Linked DNA regions of Mus musculus: region 2 is linked to region 1. A link is a contact called in public Hi-C data. All regions are on one chromosome and are shown on one strand. The core of a region is the stretch at or near the end of the contact, and the rest is flanking DNA. Distances in the headings are between cores, read along the strand shown. Region 1 has its middle 24 kb from the start of Gm45999. Region 2 overlaps Sox6 (SRY (sex determining region Y)-box 6).

What was found. Hi-C and Micro-C count contacts between places; a contact is called where the count stands out from the background.
Region 2: a contact with region 1 is called in a Hi-C map of the N1E-115 cell line, with 2.1 times the contacts expected there. The contact joins two enhancer-like sites. A contact is called at or near these places in 1 of 484 Hi-C or Micro-C datasets (the N1E-115 cell line) and 1 of 115 datasets of contacts at active chromatin or transcription factors (stem cell-derived neural progenitor cells).

Annotation. Positions count from the first base shown.
Region 1 is chr7:115,371,827-115,376,628 of GRCm38.p6, reverse strand. No RefSeq gene overlaps it. Among named protein-coding and RNA genes, the nearest start is that of Gm45999, 24 kb to the left of the region's middle. Within about 2 kb of position 2,963, at least 15 of the 459 cell types and tissues checked have an H3K27ac peak or open chromatin away from gene starts, as enhancers often do. A contact at or near this core is called in the N1E-115 cell line, where this site is marked.
Region 2 is chr7:115,613,462-115,618,263 of GRCm38.p6, reverse strand. All of the region lies in intron 7 of Sox6 (SRY (sex determining region Y)-box 6), which reads left to right. Among named protein-coding and RNA genes, the nearest start is that of Gm51455, 120 kb to the right of the region's middle. Within about 2 kb of position 2,188, at least 140 of the 459 cell types and tissues checked have an H3K27ac peak or open chromatin away from gene starts, as enhancers often do. A contact at or near this core is called in the N1E-115 cell line, where this site is marked.

The DNA of each region.
Region 1 (4,802 bases), core at 1,714-4,213:
AGACAGGGTTTGGAAAATTACTAGCAATTTCTTTTTTGTTTAGAAAATTGTAATGCGTGGACTAGACTAGGATATCTTTGACTTTGATTACCCTGAACTGGGAGCTTGGTAGATGCCTTGTGTGCTACTGTTTTTGCTCACTTGCTATTTTAATTTCTTAGATACAGAATTCTGAGCCAGAAGACAGTTGAACAATCCTTGCGTGTCTAGCCACGAACAGCTTCATATTCCACAGGCTGAGATTCATCCTCAGGCCCTCAGTGGACTCACAGCAGTGACCTGGAACGTCTGAACTGGAGTTTTTGGGGGTGGTTTCTAGCTATTGCAGAAGTGTTGAAAGATGCCAAAACCCTTCCCCCAAGTCATATCAACCTCAGGAAGTCTCTGGTGTGCCTACCCTGGCCAGGCTTGGGTCTAGAAAGAGCTGCAGGGTACAGTTGTTTTGAAAGGAAATGTCTAGATTCTCTTCCATGTGTGTACATATATGTGCTTATGTGTTGATGTGGCTGTGCATGCGTTTACAGGTGTGTGCCTGTGTGTGTGTGTGTGCTTGTGTGTGTGTTTATACCCAGGGTATGTTCTTGGTTTTACTATTTCCAGCAGCAGGGGACATCAGGAGAATACACTGTGACTTCCTAGAAACTCATGCTGTACAGACCATAAGCCACCATCCTTTCAGAAATGGGGACACTACTGGCCAGGAGTAGCTGCACAGCAGACAGGCAGGAAGACATTCTCAGCATATCAGGTCCCAAAGCCTGTGATTTCACAACTTCCTAGAGTGGCAGAGGAAGCTGGGCCCTCCGTGACAGTTGAGCCCAATTTCCTCAGTGTGCAAGTAGGGAAACTGAGGCTCTGAAAGCACATGTCCTCACTCCGAATTACAATGAGCAGCAAAGAGAACCAGGCTTAGAAGCCATGACTGTCGATCCTGATGATTCTAATATACCTAAAAGACTTGAGTGAGCATCAGAGCCTTTGGATTCATTCATTCATCTGCTCACTCATCCAACCCAGATTCCTCATTGGAAATGAAGACTCTTCCCAAGACTCACACACCATCTCCCCAATTGCTGTCTTATCTAAAACAGACAGCCTGTTTCTCAATACGTATTTAGACTGCTTTGCCCTGACATCACATCTTTATTCTATAATATATTTAGTTCTCTGTCATCTCAACTAGAATTAAGACTCACAGAGGCAAAGGCTTGAGTTTTCTTTTTCCTTTCTTTTTTTTTTTTCACTTCTTTTATTGGATATTTCCTTTATTTACATTATTTACATTTCAAATGTTATTTCCTTTCCCAGTTTTCCCTCTGGAAACCTCCTCCCCCACCCCTCCCCCTTCTTCTATGAGGATGCTCCACTACCTCCCCACCCACTCCCACCTCCCCCCACCTGGCACTCCCCTACACTGGGGCATTGAGCCTTCTTCACAGGACCAAGGACCTCTCCTCCCATTGATGTCCGACAAGGCCATCCTCTGCTACATATGCAGCTGGAGTCATGGTTTGCTCCATGAGTAGTGTACTCTTTGGTTGGTAGTTTAGTCCCTGGGGTATCTGGTTGGTTGATATTATTGCTCTTCCTATGGGGTTGCAAACCCCTTCAGCTCCCTCAGTCTTTTCTCTAACTCCTCCATTGGGGACCCTGTGCTCAGTCCAATGGTTGGCTGCAAGCATCCGTCTCTGTATTTTTCAGGCACTAGCAGAGCCTCTCAGGAGACAGCTATATCAGGCTCCTGTCAGCAAGCACTTCTTGGCATCCACAATAGTGTCTGGGTTTGGTGACTGTATACGGGATAGATCCCCAGATGGGGCAGTCAAGAAGTATCCTTAGTGTCTGAAACAATGATCACAAAAATATGCATTCTATAGAACTTGTTGAATGAATGAATGGATGGATGGATGGATGGATGAGTTAGTGAGGATCTGCCAAGGGGAGATCCAATCTTTTGAAGAATGACATGCCTTAGTGGCTGTGGCAGATTCTAGAACAGCAGAAGGGAACATGTACACTGGGTAGATGATCGGCTGTGTGTGCTGCTGTGTCATGGCAGCACGTGATAACAACAGTCACTGGGAACTTTGAGGAAAGTTTAGATACCCCTCTGTTTTGTTTCCATGAAGTAGCCAGCAAGACAGTCTGCTAGGGTCCAAAGAGTCTCCTTTCCAGACCCCTCTTAGGGAGCGAAGCCAAGGAATGAATTGAGACTTCCTGGGGCAGCAGGAACTTGGGGCTGAGCTCCATTTGTTATCTCCGCCAATGACAGGCTGCTCTCCAGTGATGTCATCTGAGCCTCTGCAGACCTTTCTGCCAGGAGCCCACTAACTGGAAATGACATCAGCCCCCAGCAAAGTGACTTGTGCTCTCAGCAGACACGTCCCGCTGATCCCTGTCTGGGGCTCATCTCCCCGCCTACCTGGAAGGCTTCTGCCTGGCACTTTGGCAAACAAAGAGGCATTTGAGAGGGAATTAAACTGACTTTAACAGATAGCCCCAAAGTGTTTCCCAACACATTGATGCTCACATTGAATTATAGGTGCTAATAAAGCTGTCACAGCCTTGGCATAGGAGCCAAACCCAAGCTGAAAGGTCCCTGGGAAATGATGAGAATTCCGCAGGGCCTGCAAAGTCACTACTTGGCCCAGCAGGAGATTCAAATACGCAGTACCAGGCCAGGAAAGAGCTGAAGTCACCCATCCAGCCCCACTCCCTGCTGACTGCCCCCACGGTTCTTATGGCCCTCCAGCAGGAGGCAGCTTTGCTCAGGTTCTCTCCCATTGGCAGGAAACTGTCTCTCCAGATACAATAACTGCATTTTCATTGACCAAGCCTGGTACTCTTCAACTCCTCTCTGGTTTTCATCGTTACCTCATTCTGGTAGGTAAGGGTCCTTTGGTCACCCTCCCTCATGGCCACAGCCACAGTCTTGTCAGCAGTGGCTGATATCCACTATTTATCTGAAACATGGGGCTGGATTCTTAAACACGTGAGTGACAGGTGTTTAAGTCAATCTGGTTTAAGTATGAAATCAATGAGAATATTTCTCCCCTAGGTCAAGTGCCGAGGAGACACACATATTTACAAAATCAATCATTGGCCTCTACACTGAAGAGTGAAGGCAACCAACATCCAGGATGTGTCACCTGAAGGTGCAGCTGGAGCAAGGACTCCATATGAGGCTGAGAATTTGTCTCCTTTTATCTCCCAGAGTGACATTTGTTTGTGGTGCCTCCTTCTCAGGGTAATTCAGTCCCACTCGCATGAATAGCCCTTGACCCCAGCAGCCCAGCAAGGCCAGTAGAAAGAGTTTCTCTTCTGTAGCCTTTCAGAGAAAGCTTATTTGTGAGGCTTCTTGGGTCACCTCGAAGCATACATCTTGCCCTCAATCAGTCACCCGGACACAGGAGTGAAGCCCTCTCATTGGCTGAGCTGGAGACTATGTGTTTCTCCTATGGCTAGATGGGGGTAGGATTCATCTCATTCAAGCCAGGTTAACTAAGAGTCTGGCAGCAGGGACTCCTCAGCTGGTGTGAACATTGCTACCTGCTGTGTTTTGGATATAAACTTCTTTGATGGTAGACAGTGTGGAGCCTTAGGAAGTAGATGGAGCCCTGCTTGAGGGAGTGGGTCACCAGGAGGGCCTGGAGGGTTCATTGTCCAGTCCTACTTCCTGTCTGCTCTCTGTCTCCTGACTACAGATATAGAATCTGTCTACAGATATAGAATACACACACACACACACACACACACACACACACACACACACACACACACACACACACAGAGAGAGAGAGAGAGAGAGAGAGAGAGAGAGAGAGAGCTGCCTCACAGCCCTGCTCCCATGCCTTCCTCTGTATAACAGACTGCATCCCTTCCTAAACCACAAGTCAAAATGAACCCTTTCTTAGGTTGCAGTCTTGTCCCAGCAATGAGAAAAGTGACTGCCATACTACCCAAAGAAGAAGGCTTAAAGGTGAAGCTATAAAAGCCGGTCCTTGTTGCTTTTCCTGCAAACTCTTGTACTTTTTCAGGATTTCTGCTTTAACCTCCTGTGCCCTTCCTTATGACGTTTGACCTGGAGAAATTGCCTTCCCAGGGCCAGACTTCGCTTCCCCATCAGAAGCATAGGGTTCAGTCTTGCCTTTGCTTGACACCACTACCACACTTTTCCTAAGGTTCGAGACTCTTCCTGTGCTCATCAAGGCTGACTTCTCCCCAGTTCTCCTGACCTTGGCCTTGGGAAGGATGAGAAAATCTGCAGAGATGAACTAGATAGACTCAGAAGAAAGAGCAGCAGAATCCACTGTGTCTCAGAATCTCGAAAAGAAGTATTCCATAGATGCTGACCACCATAGTGCCTCCCATCTGTCCGGTTGCTGCCCTTGGCATGTGTTCCCATGTCATAGCATTGCTTCAAGCTTTGAGAGGTTTCTATGTGTGTGTGTGGGGGGGGGGCAGGGCGGGGGCGGCTGGTTCAGAAAGTCATGCTAAACCACACCTGAGTGTCCTGACTCCCCTTCCTCCCTAGTTTTCCTACTTGTGGTAGTGAGTAGACGTGCATTTCACGGCCCCCTCAAGCATCTTACAGAGACACCATTATTGCTTTATTTGATGATGTGTAGCCTGAGGCACAGCAACCTAAGTGGCTTGTTCTTCTCTGGGCTTTATCTAACTTTTATATTCTCTTTATCTGCTCTCTCAAAAACTGTGTACATCTTTTATTTAAATTTACTCCCTTGTTTTAGGTAGAGAGAGAGAGAGAGAGAGAGAGAGAGAGAGAGAGAGAGAGAGAGAGA
Region 2 (4,802 bases), core at 939-3,438, 240 kb before region 1:
CTAATTTCCCTTTAGACAAAGTGAGATTTGTCCTCATTTTCTTCCCATGTGTGGACTTGTAACAAAGAACTCAGAGTAAAGTTTGGAGAAGAAAAGGGTGGCCTGTTTTTAGGTTCTATGTTAAGAGACAAAAAGAAACTGTAAGTGGAAATTAAAGTCCCTGTAATTGGATTTCAGCAGATTTAATAACATACATGTTCTTTGCATGGTAATGCCACCAACAAGTCAAAGCATCCCACATCCTTCTGGTCTTTGTCATATGTGGCCACTGGCTCTGTGAAAGCAGGTGGCAAACACCGTTCTGAAAAAGCACAGGAGTGCTATCTTGTCTGTGTGAGAATCACTGGACTAGAATTCTTTTTCATCCCCCAAAATTTCATTTTCTAATGTTTTGAGTAGTAATGGAAACAGACTGGCCTTCAGTTTGGGTTTTGATCTCAGGTTTTGAGACCTTGACATACAAGGTCTCTGGGTCTTATTGTCTCTATGTTTAAGATGACTATACTGAAAAATGCTTTACTAAAAACACTTCTAGCTTTTTAAGATTGTATGAATCAGGTGATTATTTTTGTATTGTATGTATGTATACTATGCACATCAGCCTGACAAAGAACTTACTAAAATAAGATAAATAATTAACATTACATATTTTATGTGAGAGTATTCAACATCTTTAATAATGGAAAATGAAAACCAATGCCCACATAGTTAAAGCCATTTCTAATTTTAATGGGAGATACAAATTCTTTCCTGGCCATGCATTTAAAATGCCAGCATTGCATCTGCTGCTCTGAACATGCAAGACAAGAGTCTTAAGACTTCTGTATGTTTTATATGCTATGTTTTTCCTTTATTATTATTTATAGTCGGTTGTAAGAAAGCTTCAAGGAATACAAGACATTAGAACACCACACCTTTAACTAGCTGTGGCATAATACATGATTTGAGTCCCCAATATTTTCTAACATTGAGGTTTGTTTATTAAAAAAACCCCATGCTGTGACTGAATCAGTCTAATAGAAGCCAAGTTTGAAGTTGAACATTCAAATGTCTGCCCATCTATCTTGAGCATATATCATACGTAATGATGCGGGGTCTAGACATCTTTCTGGGTTTGTTTATGTCTGTTATGGATTCCCCTCATTATCCATACTGTTTGAGGGAGACCCCATGGATTCAGCGAGTTTATTGCATACTTGCTGTATTTTAAGACTAACTCAGGTTTTTAAGCATTTTAACTTGGAAGATTCTTCTCTCACTCTCCTGTTTTATGGTGATGATTAAGGCAAAATCGAGTACGATTTTAAAAAGTAATGACATATTAGAGTGTGAGGCTCTTGACTGCTTCGGGTACAGTTCTATAATCCTTTTGTCTATTACACCAATCTTCCTAATTCTTCAGGCAAGTTTGAATTATAGCATCTGTTTTCCTATTTTAAAAATTAAATTACATACCATCTGCTGTCTGGTCACACTGATTATCACTCTTTGGACACACACACGTATGTATGTGTGTATTTAAAGTTTAAACTGTAGCTATTAGTAATGTTACAGTTTGTGCATAATCATACTCTGAGTACTAGATAGAGATGAGCAAGTAAACTTTATATATAAAGGTGTAAATATGAAGAAGAGACTTTAATTTAGAAAAGCAAAATTATTTTCCATTTCTAGTTGAGATTCGTTCTTATTCTAGTTACTAGTTATTTTCAGCACAGAGCAGTGAGGTCATAATGAGATGAGGGCAGCACTCTTTTCCATCCTGTTGTTGGGATTCTCCTCTAATGTTTTTCACAGTTATGTATCTCTTTGCAGGACTATTTATTTAACTTGAAGGACATGCCATTCATAGCCTTTGTGAGTTACAAAGTTATCTTCTTCATTAAATGAAATAAAGAAATCAAATAACATGATCAGAATTTGTAATAAACATTTGTCAACAGCACTTATCATTATGGATATTTTTGGAGGAGGTGCCACAGCACTTGCTGTAAATATTCATCTTGTTATTGAGTTTAAAGATGTTTGGATGCAGGATTTCACGTGTGTTTATGCTAGTAAGGAACAAAAGAAACTCAGAAACTGAAAGCAGAAACGTAATCGAGCCACCCACTTAAAAGAGAAACCGGAATCAACGCTTTTCAGGGGAGACTGTGCCTTCCGTGTAAAAGGCCAGCGTAGCAAGGAGTCTCTATTCTTGATTTCTTTAGACAGTGAGAGCCTTGTGCCTTGTCTAGTTCCTGCGTTTTAAGAGCTTGTTCTGTGTAGCAGAAATAATACAATAAATGGGTTTAACCACATTTGTCTCAGCTAGACAGTCTGCTTTGTCAGAGATTGCTGGTACAACGTAAACAAATTACGTGTTTGTAGTGCTTTCCAATGAAAGCCCATCTAACAGAGCTGAGATTGTGTTGCAGCAGCTGTAGATTTAATCTCCTACCTGTCAGTTAAAACAGGCATTTCCTGAGCCAGATAAGGACTAGCTGTAGAGGAGGGAAGTAGTCACAGCTGGACAAAGACCTATTGTTATTGGCTGATAATTTCCATGTACATTCAGCCCTTATTCTACCAAGGAAACTGCAGCCATAGTGTGGCATTGAAGAACACAACAAGGGCTTATATTTTAAACTTAAATTAAAAAGGCTAAAGAGAATGAAAGGCAGGCTTTGTGCCATTGACTTGGGAAATTTTTAGTGTACATTTAAAAAACAATTGCCCTTGGCTTTGATCATGATTCCAAATAATTGTGGACTTGATAACAAAACTCTGGTCAGTGTATGCTCATAAATTGACAGCTAAATATTTAGGAGTTCAAGTTGTAACCAAAACCATCCAATGTCAAAAACTTATATCTGCAGATTGAGTCTTTTTCCATAAGCACTGCAGCTGGAGACACTGATGGACTGGGTCCTTGTGTTAAATCAGTTCTGTAATAGCCATGTGGTCATGTCAGTGTGTGCTTCTCCTGGACTTTAGTTTTTAACAAAAATCATGATTTGCCTTTAGCTACTGGAGAAGTAGTGGGCAGGGACAGTGTAGATAAGCGATAAATAACCATCTAAATATCTTTGCTTTCTCTTTCCTGCCCCTTTGGTGAAGGGGTACAGTAGCAAGTGAGAGTCTCTTTCTTTGTTTCAGTTTTGTACTTATATAGAAATCTAAAGGCTTAAAATGACTTATATAATCTGATAGGCTTGATTGGAAATAACCTCTCTCTAAATGATTATATGGAATAATAAACACCATCTTCTATACCAGTAGTAGCTAGTGTTGGGGCACTGATAGGTCAGCCCTTGTATTTATATTGGTATGTTTAGCAATCTAAATACCCTACTTTTCAATAGTCATATGGAATTTCAATTTAAAGCAATTCCCACGAGTGAACATATGGATCTCAAAGCATAAGAACCTGAGCTCAGATCCCCAGCACCCAAAACGCCAGGGATTGCACATGCATGTCATCCTAGCTCAGGGGGGTGGAGTCTCGTGTGCTGAGGTAGCTGGATCTCTGGGTGCTTGCCAGTCAGCCAGTCTTGCCAAATTAGTGATCTCCAGGTTTGGACAGAGAACTTGTCTCAATAATGTGAAGAGTGGTATAGGAAGACACTGGAAGTTTGATTTTTGACTTCTACACGCATGCAAACACATTATGCATATATGCTCTCACACATGTGTACATACACATGAACACATGCATAGCTACACAAAAGAACAATGAAAATATGTGTATGAAAGCTTTTTCTATTCTTTTGTTGAAAAAGTTTTTTTTTTCATACAATATTTTCTGATTACAGTTTTCTCTCCCCTGGCTCCATGCAGACCTCTCCAACTCCTGTGCTACCACAAAACAAACAGAAGAAAAAGAGCCAAGGCAAAGCACAAGAAGCTTAAGTAGACACAGAGATGCACGTTTTCTCACACACATTTTTCCATGTATTAAAGCTTTCATAGCAATTACATTTTGTAAGGAGCTTTTGGTCACTGCAGCGTTCACACACTATTCCAAGGTGGGTTCAACTCCCAGCTCTGGAGTCTCCTTTTGCTGAAGCAAGGAACAGAATGGCAACAGTGGAGTCAAACTGGAGTCCATAGATGTCGCTCCCTGCAAGAAGGCACCTTTGCTTCTGTCTGTCCTTTTCCTTAGTGTTCTTGCTACACTTAGCCATCTAGTTCTTCAACATCTCATGATTAGGACAAACCTGTACACCAAGGTTCTTTTAATGATCCAGAAGTTTAGGGATGACTTTATATGGGCATATGTTTAAATCTGTGCTGTGCATTCTTTTCTTAACTTCCCATTAAGAATTGTTCTCAAAGGTAATGCAACATTGTGCTTAAGTAAAAACCAAAGCATGAAAATACAGAATGAAGAAAATCTTAAAATCCATCTCTGTCTCTCTTTCTTCTTTCCCCCTCTCTCTTTCTCCTTCTCCCTCTCTTTCTCCCTCTCTTGTTCTCTTTCTCTCTCCTTTCTCTCCCTCTTTTTTCCTCTTCCTCTTTCATTCTCTCCCCCTTATTCTCCCTCTTCCTCTCTCCCTCCCCCTCTTCCTCTCCCCCTCTACCTCTCTCTCTCTTTTTCTCCCTCCCTTTCTCCCTCCCTTTCTCTCCTTCTATTTCTCCTTCTTTCTCTCTCTCCTTTTCTTTTTCACCCCCACTGTTTTCTTTTCTAGAAATTAAGTCTTTTCTGTAGCCTTGCCTTAGAACTTCCTGTGTGAACTGGGTTGCCTTCAGACTTTTAGGCTGTCCTGTTTCTGCCTCAAAGCTACTGGAATTATAGGCATGTGCCATAGTTAGCTTGATCT